2 separate regions of the Gossypium hirsutum genome follow, and region 2 is linked to region 1. A link is a contact called in public Hi-C data. All regions are on one chromosome and are shown on one strand. The core of a region is the stretch at or near the end of the contact, and the rest is flanking DNA. Distances in the headings are between cores, read along the strand shown.

Region 1 (5,881 bases), core at 2,828-5,327:
TGTAGGCAGTGTTTGTTCTTGCCTGAAAGGCACCTTCTTGATGCTCCTCCAGTCTGCTTGCTCTTCTTTGCTCTTGAGCATATAAAGCATTGATCAACTCTGTCAGGGAGATGGTGTACAGGTCCCTTGAGTCCTCGAGAGATGAGATTTTTGCCTCATACCTCTCGGGCAGAGTTGCAATAACCTTCTCCACTATCCTAGCTTCCTTGAGCTGCTCTCCAAGGAGCCTAATGCTGTTAACCACAGCCATAATCCTGTCAGAGTACTGCTTGATAGTTTCTTCTTCCTTCATCTTCAAATTCTCGAAATCTCTCCTTAAGTTCAGCAACTGTTGCTGCCTTGTCCTCTCTGTCCCTTGAAACTCCTCTTGCAACTTGTCCCAGGCTTGTTTTGGTGATTCACAGGCCATAATCCTTGTGAAAATCACATCTGACACTGAGTTCTGGATGCAAGACATGGCTTTGTGCCTCTTGGTCCTCTCATCAGCATGTTGCCTGATTTGAGCTACTGTTGGATTGCCTCTAAGTGGCTCTGGTTCAACATCTGAGTTGACTACCTCCCACAGATCGAAAGCTTGTAGGTAGGTCTTCATTTTAACCACCCATATGTGGTAGCCTTCTCCATTGAAGACTTGAGGTGCAGCTGGTGAAAAGCTTGATGAAGCCATGAATTTGTATAACAGATCCCTTAAGAAATAGGCTCTTGATACCAATTGTTGGAGCTAAGTGCAACAAATAGCAAGGTTCAACAAAAAGCTTGCCGAGCAAGAATCGAGACTTGCGGCAGAAACAAAGAAGAAAAATGAAATAAATTTTAAGCAAAGCTAAAATAGAGAGTATATGGATGAAATCTTGATTGAATTCATTCATATTTTTTTAAAATGGCATAAAGCCTATTTATACAAGCTTACAACTTGACAACTTAGTTGGAATACAACTAAGTTTCATCATTACATCCACTTAAAATAAATCACCACCTACTACACTAACAAACTTAGTTGGAATACAACTAAGTTACATCATTACATCCACTTAAAATAAATCACCACCTACTACACTAACAAACTTAGTTGGAATACAACTAAGTTACATCATTACATCCAAATAATAATAATAATAATAATAATAATAAAACATGTGATTGCTACATGCTAACCATTGCTTCAATAGTTTTCTGTGTCATATACAAACATCTTGACTTGTTATTTGAAGGGAAGGCCTCTCCATGTTACTGCACAACCAAAAAGATTGATATCAATGGCCAATTGTCTGATGATAATGAGATATCAGAGACTTTGCAATACGGGAAAAGAAAGAAATTGAAGGAATTGGTTGTTTTACTTCGATTTGTGGAAGATTTGTTGAACAAAAGCAAAGGCTTTGAAGCTATATATATTTCGAAGAATCGCAAAAATGGTGATTTTTATAGGGTTGGAAATAGGTGGTCTGATTGTGGGTGTGATTCTTGCATCTCTTGGATGAAGACGGATGATCCCAAGCTTCATGTTGAGGTGAACAAGGCTTCTTCACAAGGTTTGTAATTGATTCATGTTGCTTTAGTTTGATTGATTTTTTAAGAGGGATTGGTTACTCGTGAAGAAGTCTTTAACATATTATTTTTAAATATGTCGACTTAACCCCTCAATAATAGAAGGTATTGTCCCCCGAGAGAGGATTTCATCCTTTCTTCTCCACATACGGAGAGACATATACAGTTCACAAAGGGGACACCTCGACCGTACGTAAACATACAGTCACCCACTAATAAGTAACGTGAGCATCTTATCCTTGGTGGGGTTTAAACTCCTAACCTATGGAAATAGGTTAATAGGTCGTACAGTCATGTGTGATTGAAGCACTCTTGGGTCTATGAAGGACAGTTGCTCATAGTCCACTAACTCTTGACAAATCATGAAAGACAATATCTTCTATTATTAAGGGATGAGTCAATATCCCATAAAGCTACATTTTCAAGATTTCTGCCGAAGAAAACAATCTCCCATCAACAATTTTAAAAATTAACAACTACTTTTGTCTTAATTTTGACAGCCATTGGAAATCCAAATCGAACTGAAAACGTGATATTCATACATGGGATACTAAGTTCTTCATCGTTTTGGACAAAAACACTTTTTCCAAAGCTGTCAGAATCAAAGAAGATAAAAGAGTACCAGATGTATGCAGTAGATATTTTGGGACATGGAAAAAGTCCAAAGCCAAGAGACAGTTTATACACATTAAAAGAGCACGTGGAATGGATTGAGAAATCATTAATCTCTGAATATAAGTTAAATTCATTTCATGTGGTTGCTCACTCGATGGGCTGTATTATTGGATTAGCTCCCTCAAATCTATCACCCTTGTTGCCCCTGTAAGTATATATATTGTTTCAAAATTTTTTTAAATTTATCAATGCCTTTCTTTTAATATTAAAATTGAATGGTTTCAGCCATACTTTCCATCAAAGGAAGGAGTAGAAATGAGGGCAATGAAATGGCTAACACCTAAAAGATTGTGGCCGCCGACGGCGTTTATTTGGTCGATCATGGTGTGGTATGAACACTTGAGTCGATGTGTCTGCTTATTAGTGTGCCGAAATCATAGGTTTTGGGAAGCACTTATTAAACGCCTCACCTCATCAAGGTAGTCAAAATCAATTTTAACCATGTCTTTCATTAAACAATAATAATCGATGGATGAAAATTAACAATTGAATTTATATTATAAAATTATTTAATGTATTAGTAAAAATTAATTACAAAATATATTCATTTTTTTCTTAATTATAAATCTTGATTTTTGAAATTCTTTATTTTATAATTTTAATCTTATATTAAATAAAATATTTTCAAAAATGATTTTAATATATTAAAAAAAGAATAAATAATCTTAAAAAATGTTTTAACAATCATATGATATTGGTATTATTTTTTCGTATTACAACGGATGTCTTATTTGGTGAGTATTCAGGGATGTGAACTTTCTGGTTATGGACTTGACAAAGCATATCCATCATTCAGGGTGGCATACTACACATAACGTGCTATACAGAGGAGTAAAAGAAATGGATAAAAACCTGGAAACATTGATGAAATTAAAGAAAAGAGTGCATGTTATTGTAGGCAGCAGGGACAAAACCAGTCCACCAGATTTTAGGCACAACATCAAGACCAAATTCCCTGATGTGGAGCTTCACAACATCCCAAATGCTGGCCACCGCTCTATCATCCTCACCAGAGAGACTGATTTTGCTCACAATTTGTTCCATATCTGGGAAAATACTGCATCTCACCACCACCATAATGCCCATACTGAGGGTGAATAAGAAAATACTGCATCTCACCACCACCATCATGCCCATACTGAGGGTGAATAAAATATTTATTTTCAAGAAGCCCTCAAGGGGAACTTATTTATAGAAATAAAACATGGTTTTCACAAAAAAATGTAAAGCTTAATTGAACTACTTCATGTTACTATCTTTATAACATGGTATCCATCAAACTTAAAGTTCATTTGAAGTTCCTCCTCAATCTCATGTTGTGGTCTCTTTGTTGAAGAAATTTTATAATAATAGCAATAGTTTGAAGGGGGAAAAATGAAAAATAATATTATCTTTATACATTTTTATTTTACTACAACCAGTCTTTCAATATAAATAGAAAATGATCTTTCTTTTTTACGTCTTTTTGGGTAAAGAATTGGGCTGAAGGCTAGATTCTCAGGTTGATAACTAGGCTTCCTATAAAGTATATGTAAGCCAGGGGCTCTCAAAATTTTGGCACTAAGATGCTCCCCAATGCTTAAATCAGCATGTGTGTATCATACTGGAGGAAAGTAAGGAGATATGTTTACAGAGTCACGGAATAAAGTGAAGAAGATGAAGAGAGGAAGAAGATACTCGGTATTATACCTAAGCTTTGGTTTACCCCTTGCATGTTGATGTGTCTGGAATATGGCCATTTTGTTCCTTGTGGCTTGGGCAGTGTCAGGGTCCTTTTTGATAGGGTATGTTGGAAGCCGAAAGCTACTTTTCTCTTTATGTGGCATGTTCTTTAGTTGCTAGCTAATGCTTAATAAAGCTTGGGCCTTATGAGCCACATGTTTCTTTGGGCTTTAGCCTAAGTCAGCCAAACTTGTTCAAGCTAGTATAACAATTCTCCCTCTTTAGATCTGAAGTGAGCTATAAACCGACATGTTGAAGACCTGTGCAGAGTTAAGATTTGTTGGAGTTTTGTTACAGAAGTTGGATTCAAGCTAGTACGCTTAATGGATGCATTGGAGAACAAGAATACCACATTCAAAAGGATATAGGTGAACAAGAATCAAAAGGATTTGTAGCAAGATATGCAGGTGTGCGAATTATTGATGTTTAATGTCTCAGAGTAGGGTAATGATCCTTGGTGTTGTGTTGCTTTGAATGGGTCTTATCTCTGAGCAGGTCTGAGAGAACTCGACAGGTTATCAAAATTCTTGAGAGTTTAGATGAAAAGTGTTGAAGCGATCTGCGAAGAAGGATAGGATAATTACGAATTGAGGAAGAACATCGAGTGTTGAAATGGAAAACAATAAGTGGAAGTGATGCGATCATAGATTGATGCCGAGGAATCGCTGTTGGACGAAGGCATCGAAAATGTTCGAAGGAAAGTAGTGAGAGCTGAAGCGGAATAGACTTTGGAGCTTGATAAACCTTTTGGTTTCATAGCTTGTTGGTCAGATGAGGAGGTGATTTTTGTGTTAATGCGGATCATTGAGAGGGATGACAAAGACATCTGTGAAATTTTACGCTTGATTTCTCTTGTATTTGGAGCTTGGGCTGTTTTTTTTTTTTTCCATGTAGCTTTTGTGTTTTTTATTTGTATAATTTGTATGAGAATTGTTGTGGCCATGGGATTGAAAAATGAAATAGTTTTTCTTGAATGGAGGGTTCAATGGGGATTAGGGAGAAAGTGCCTTGGATTTGTATGTTTTGAGGGAGTTTATGGTTTATCATTTCAGGTTTTCTCGCGGCAATTGATACAATGGATGGGGCCGCGATAGTTGGTATTGATCAATCTTTTCGAGGTTGCGAAGTGTTTTCTTTGCTGGTTAGAAGTTTGTGCATTTGATTTTGGCACCTTTAAGGAGCCTTTTTACATTATTTTTTTTTGGTGTTTGTTGGTCTGTGTTCCCCCAGTGTTCTTGGTGTTTCTTTCCATTGATTTTTCTTGGCATGTTTCTTGGCTTTCTAAGGCAACTTTAGTTGGTGCTTGGTGGCTCAAAGATGGTGTCTTCTTTCCATTGATATTTTTTGGCATGTTTCTTGGCTTTCTAAAGAAGCTTTAGTTGGTGCTTTAGTGGCTCAAAGATGATGTCTTCGTAGGAGCTTACTACTATTCTATTTTTTCTTTTAGATGTGTTTTTATAGTTCAAACTTGTATTTTTTTTTCTTTTATTCAGATGTTAATTTCGGTTTGCTTGTTGTTCCATGTTCTACTAACCTTACTTTAAACAACCCTTTTCTCACACCTACTCAGCTTTCTCACTCTAGTTTCAATTTCACTTGTCAAAACTCTATAAATTCTAGGTTGAGAATGATTAAATGGATGGGGGAATAGAGCTTAAGAGGTTCTTTAAACGAAGATTCTAAAAAAATCTTAAGGCTGGTAATGGAAAATTTAAAAGAAAAATGGGGAAAATGAAAAGGAAAAGAAGAGGAAGAAGAGGAATAACCAAGAGGGTTGTTGGCTGCCTGAGAAAGAAAGAAAAAAAAATGAAGGGCTGATGAGCATTTAACCATTTAAAAATATCAATAAATGGGCTCAAGGCCCATACCCACTATTCAATTTGAAGCTCATTTCAATAATACGAATTTCTAACAATTCAAAATAATATCAAATATC
Region 2 (6,302 bases), core at 2,914-5,413, 290 kb before region 1:
ATAATTATATATTTCCGTTAGTAAATGTATGAAATTGGTGCTCCAGAGGGTTATGTAAATTAGATTAAGATGTAATTTCATAAGAATTAAATCACACTTTGATTAAAATAATGAAGTTTAAGACTTCAAATTTATAATGTTGTTGATTTAAAGTTTATTATGTATATAATTTTATTAATTTATTAAAAATTAAAAAATTATTTTATAAAATATAAATATTTTAATTTGATCTCTAAATACAAGTATCTATCAAATTGGCATCTACCATTGGCTTTTTCGTCATCATTCCTTTAGCAGTCAAATGCTGACATGTTTCATCAACTCATTGTGACACGTCTGTTTCTTTTTTAATAAATAAATATAAATTTTGTTATAATTATAATAAGTTTTTTTTTATTTAAAAGTAATGAAAATTTCTTTAAAATAAGTAATGAAAATATTAATTTTACGTATAATGATAAATTTAGTCTTCAATATTTACATCTTTTGTTAATTTATCTCTTATTTTTTTGAGTTAAATTTGATTATTAGTGTTTCAAAAAATAGTCAATCGTTTTTTAATGAAAATGTTAATTCAAACATTAATTTTTTTAATAATATTGATGTGATACTTGCGTAGCAATTCATGTGTGATTCATGCTGATATGATATTATTTAACTCTTATGTCAACAATAATTTAATATTATAAAAACATTCAAAATATAAAATAAAATAACTCAAAATTCAAAAAGTTATAAAGACTAAAAAAATTAGCATGAAGCACATTACTATATAGACTGACATGTTTAAAAATTTAAAATCTTAGTCCATATTTTAGTTAAAAATAGCTATTTGACTTTTTTCGGAAGGTTGATAATTAAATTTAATTTTTTTTAAAAAATTGAGAGCTAAATTTAACTCAAAAAAGAGAATAAATACCCAATTGAAAAAAATATAAACATTAAAAAATAAATTTATCCTTGTGCCTTAATTTTATACAAATGTTCTTTGTTTTTTTCCCCTTTTCTTATCTTTTCTCTTTCTATAAAAGAATATTAAAAATAAATTATAATTTAAACTAATATGTTAATAAAGTTTAATTTATAAACAATTAAGCTAACTTTTGTAAGAATATTTTGTCGTTATCCCCTTTCTTTTTTTTCATAAAAGGAAAATTAACAAAAAATATTGGATCATAAAATATTTAAAATGTATATTTTTATTGACATAATGATAAATTTAGTTCTCACTATTTTTGCATTTTTTGTCAATTTGACTTTTATTTTTTGGGGTTAAATTGGGTCATTAATCTTTCAAAAAAGTCAAGTTACTTTTTTAACGGAATACTGACTAAAACATTTACCTTTAGTAATGTTGGTGGACAACTTGCATGGCAATCCACGTGTATTTCATGCTGATATAGAAATATTTGCTTTGTATGTTACATAAAAAAATAATTTAAAATATATAAATATATATATAAATCTTTAAAAAAATAAAGTACATATGGATTGCCATGTGGGCTACCATGTTTAAAAATTTAATGTTTTAGTCAATATTTCCATTAAAAAACAACACTATGACTCTTTTTTTTGAAAGGTTGAAGCTCAAATTCGACCTTTTTCAAAAGGTTGAGGGCTAAATTGATAAAAGATGTAAATGTTAAAAGGCTAAATTTATCATTATATCATTTTTATTTTCCTTCTTATATTTCTTAGGCCTTTTTTATTTTTTAATAAATAAAAACAAAGAAAAATGAGTAATACTTTATATTAATCATTTTTTCATTAATTTAATCATAAAACGATAAAAAGGAAAATATAAATTCTTAATAAGTCAATGTAAATGAATTTTATATTTTACAGAATTATTTCATTTACAAAGAAAACAAAGCGATATAGAAAAAGTGTTTTCTTATACAGTTGATCGATTAATTTAATTTTAACCGAAATTTAAACACCACTAATAAAAATTATAATAGAAAGGATCAATTTGATATGATAGTTGTAATTAGTAGGTGCACAAGTGTTTATGGGGAAGCTGGATAGAATTTAAGTTATCAATATATTATATAATTATTTAAATTTAATTTGATTCAATTTGAAATATAAACATTAAAATTTGATTAATTTTACCTACATTTATAAATAATTAATTTATGTCTTTTTCAACCTATTCATATTATTTATTTTAATTTTTGTAAAAAATATTTATTTACTATTTAATAATTAAATATTTCTTTTTACTAATGATATATATTGTTTTATTAATTTTTAAACATAAATAATTTAATATATTCTTTTAACATATTCATATATGTTAAATAAATAAAAAATAAATTATTATAAACTTGAAAATAAGTTTGAGCAGTTTACTATATTGAGGTTTAAGTCTAACTAATGTTTTAAACGAGATTAATAATATCTTTCAAGAAAAAAACAGTAGGTATGATCGAAGATCCTCCTAGTCGGGCGGTCAAAAAAGTAAGGCGGAGAGAAGAGGACCCTCTCGATGGCGGAGGAGGGAGTAAGCAGACGGAGCCAGTGGGTTCTAAACTTTTCTCGTTTAGAGATGTGGTGATGAATTCAAATCAGTTGAATAACTCTCTAAATAACAAGTAAGAAGATGAATATATTGATTTAATGGATGGTGATATACGAAAGGAGATTATTGATGGAGTTCCCTCAATTGATTTTTCTGATAGAATGTATTCAATAATTAAGGAGAGCATGTTAAAAACTGTGGTCAACAAACTTTTAGGGAGGAAGATAGGATACAATGCCTTATGGAACAAAGTCTGTTCGTTGTGGAAACCATCTATACGACTCCAGCTTATGGATATTGAAAATGTCAATTTTCTAGCTAAGTTTGAATCTTTTGTGGATTATAGTAACATTCTTTTGAATGGTCCATGGGTGATTTACGGTTAGTATCTGACGGTTCAACCTTAAACGAAGCAATTTTCTGCATTATAATTGTTCCCCATTAGTGTTGTTGCATGGGTCCGTACACTGGGTTTATCAGGATCATTGTATAAGAGAAGTACTCTCCAGGCTATTGGTGAAATGGTGGGGAATGTAATCAAAATTGATTTAACGACGGATAAAAGAGTAAGGGGTCAGTTTGCCCGATTTGCAGTTCAAATTGACTTAAAGAAGCCGCTTGTTTCTAGAATAAGAATTGCTAGTAGGATCCACATAGTAGAGTATAGATCTCTTCCAACAATTTGTTTTGGCTGTGGCACTTTTGGACACTTGAAAGGAGGCTGTCCTTAATCAAAGATAGTGGAGGATATGGAGAAAGGATCGGGTGAAGCTAAGGATCCTGTTAGATTGGATCAACATGTACATCAATTCAAGAACGGGTTGAGAATGAAAGGTTCGGTGAGTGGATGATTGTGGATCGTCAGAATCGTAGACAAAATCGAAGGAACGATGATGGATAAGAGAGTGGAAATGGAAACAATCTTTTCGGATCTTGATTTAATATTCTTTCCAAAATAGGTGTCTCACAGGATGAAACAACTAGAATGGTGCAAGTATTTTTAATTTCAGGAAACATAAGGAACAAAGAGTTAATTTACTTGCTAAATTTTCAGGTGAGGGTCAAGAAAAGCTCACTGAATCTATTATAAAGATTATGAATGGGAGAAAATTTGATGGGAGTAATAAAGGGAAGAATATTAAAGCTAAAAGTCATAAAAAGTGGGTTATGGGTGTTAAAGGGTAGGCTAATAAACAGGCTGTGGGAGGGCATAGAATGGGGAATCAGGGGATGGAATTAAGAAGTCTGGGATGAGTTCTGAAACTCTCAAGATTGGGCCAAAAGTGGGGTCTAGGCTACCTAAATTTGGTACCAATGGTAACCAAGGAATATTGGATCGAAAATTTCACACAGTTCATATTTTCAAAGAAAACTATAACCCAAATGATCTAATTGGTTCTTCTCCTCTTATGGGAAATGAACTAGGAATAAAAAAAAATGTTATTCCTCATTCTGCACTCCCTCCTTTTTTGAAGGAAAATAGGAGTAATAATACTCTGAACTTTGGGTTTAGAGGGGATGAGGAAACTCTTGATGGCTTGGCTGGCATGGTTCTTATTTGATAGGTTATCCAAGGTACGGTGGATCGTTTGGAGGTGGAGGATAGAGATGCAGACACGCGAGAGGGGAACACAGAACTGGTAGTGTTGGACTAGGCTGATAGTGGACAGATTCTGGGTCGACCACCGCGAGTGGACCATGGGGGTGAAAGTGACGCGACACTCATGAACGATTCATTAGATGAATGATGGTGTCCTCAAAGGTTTGGTCTTTTTTTTAATTCTGATTTTTATAATGTCAAAAAATTTTGTATGGAACTGCCAAGGTGTTGGGTATCCTAATTTTGGCAGAATTATGAAGGAGTATTTACGCGAAGTAGATCCTTGTATTGTGGTTTTGATGGAAACCCGAAATAGTAGTTTAAAAGCAGATACAATGATTAAAATTATTGATCTGCCTTATTCTCATCGGGTGGAAGCTGTGGGATATTCGGGTGGTATTTGGGTTCTGCGGAAAGATAATATTCATGTTGAAGTTATGGTTAATCATATGCAATTTACTCGCACGAAAATTAAATTTGATGATGTTATAGATTAGGTGCTCTTTATAGGTGTTTATGGGAGTCCTAATAAAAATTTGAGGAAAGATTTATGGTATGGCCTAAGCTGTATTGCTAAGAATATTAGTCTTCCTTGGTTGATTGCTGGGGATTTTAATGCTTTGCTTAATGAGGATTAGAAAAAAGGTGGCTTGAAAAGGGTTGTTGCTAGTTGTCCGGCTTTCCAACAGGTATGCTCAGTTTGTGAGTTGAAGGATATTGGATTTAGAGGTCCCAAATTCACTTGGAATAGACGGAATATATTTGAGCATCTTGATAGAGCCTTATGCAATTCTCGCTGGGAGCTAATGTTTCCGTATATTTTTGTTTTTCATATGCTGATAATTGGAAACACGAAAATTTACGCATTTTTACATACCTTTTTTTAGCTTAAAATTATACCGTTTCAATTAAATTCTTGTCGAAAAATAATTAATTTTCATAAAATAATTAAATTATACTTAAAATATTAACATGATGAATTTTAGTTAATTTTATAATTAATTTTGAGTAATTTTGCTTATTTTCGACAAAATTACGTAAATGGCGAAAAATGGCTCGACAGACACTGCTTGAAGCACAAAATTTAAAAGCAATTAGAAGTATCAAGGCAAATTAATTTCCAGCCTAAGACAGTCCAATTATGTGTATTAATTCATAATATAATTAATTTTAATTTATACCCAATTTAATTTAGGCTAAATAAATTAATATTAATTAATTATGGAAAAAGTGGTCCAGTTGAACCGAACCGATTAAAGTGAACAGGCCATAGATTGGGCAGCCCAAAACCAGCCATATGCTGACCCAAATCAGCTTATTAACTGAATAATTAAGCTTGCAAAGAAGCCCTTGAAGTCTTGTCAAAGTTGCATTCAAACCCCTCCATAGTTGGTGGATTTTTGGATTTGCCCCAAGCCATTTTTAACAAAGTTGAAAGCATCAACTTTGCCACATAGGTGGCCGGCCAAGGGGTGGATCTTTGGATGCTATTTTTAGTAAATTTTAGCTGCCACGCTTAGCTATAAAAGTCCCCCTTGGCTGATCATTCAAAGCATCTCATTCATTCCTCATTCATTTCACAACACTTCTCTCATCTCTCATTCTTTTTCTCTCACTTTTCCATTTCAATTCCCTTGCTCTTGTGCCGATTTCTTCCCTTGGAAAAGGGGTGTTCTTCAACAATTTTGGAGCAGCAATTGAGTGTTCATTGAAGCATTGATCGGCGAGGACAACAAGAAGGAAGAACGGAGCAACCCAGTCAAGCCTCGGAAAACCACCAGATTTGATTCTTATTCCCTATCTCTTTAATTTTTGTTGTTGTTATGATGAACATATCTATGAGTATTCATGTTGTTGGAATGGTTAATTTAATCAGCTTAGCTTGAATTTAATTATGTTGGGTTGATAGCATTTCATCTTCTTAAATTGTTAAAATTGTGTTTATGTTGTTATAGGGCTCGGTAAAATGCTTGATTAAGTAAAATCATGCCTAAGTTATTCTTGCGTTACGATTGTGAGGTAACTAATGAATTAATTATTTAAACGTATTGAAATTGTAATTAATTGACATAGTACTTGATCAGTGCATGTTTATTCTTCTAAGGAAGCTGAAGGTTAAATTAGCAATGTATCTGTCGATATTATTGTCTTGCATAACTTGCAAGATTATTGTGATTA

The links. Hi-C and Micro-C count contacts between places; a contact is called where the count stands out from the background.
Region 2: a contact with region 1 is called in a Hi-C map of leaf, with 5 times the contacts expected there. The contact joins two enhancer-like sites. A contact is called at or near these places in 6 of 34 Hi-C or Micro-C datasets (callus, leaf and petal).

Annotation. Positions count from the first base shown.
Region 1 is chrA11:91,303,612-91,309,492 of Gossypium_hirsutum_v2.1, reverse strand. It overlaps the pseudogene LOC107956917. Among protein-coding and RNA genes, the nearest start is that of LOC121210750, 160 kb to the left of the region's middle. Within about 2 kb of position 4,077, at least 7 of the 9 cell types and tissues checked have an H3K27ac peak or open chromatin away from gene starts, as enhancers often do. A contact at or near this core is called in leaf, where this site is marked.
Region 2 is chrA11:91,594,117-91,600,418 of Gossypium_hirsutum_v2.1, reverse strand. No RefSeq gene overlaps it. Among protein-coding and RNA genes, the nearest start is that of LOC121210300, 4.5 kb to the right of the region's middle. Within about 2 kb of position 4,163, at least 9 of the 9 cell types and tissues checked have an H3K27ac peak or open chromatin away from gene starts, as enhancers often do. A contact at or near this core is called in leaf, where this site is marked.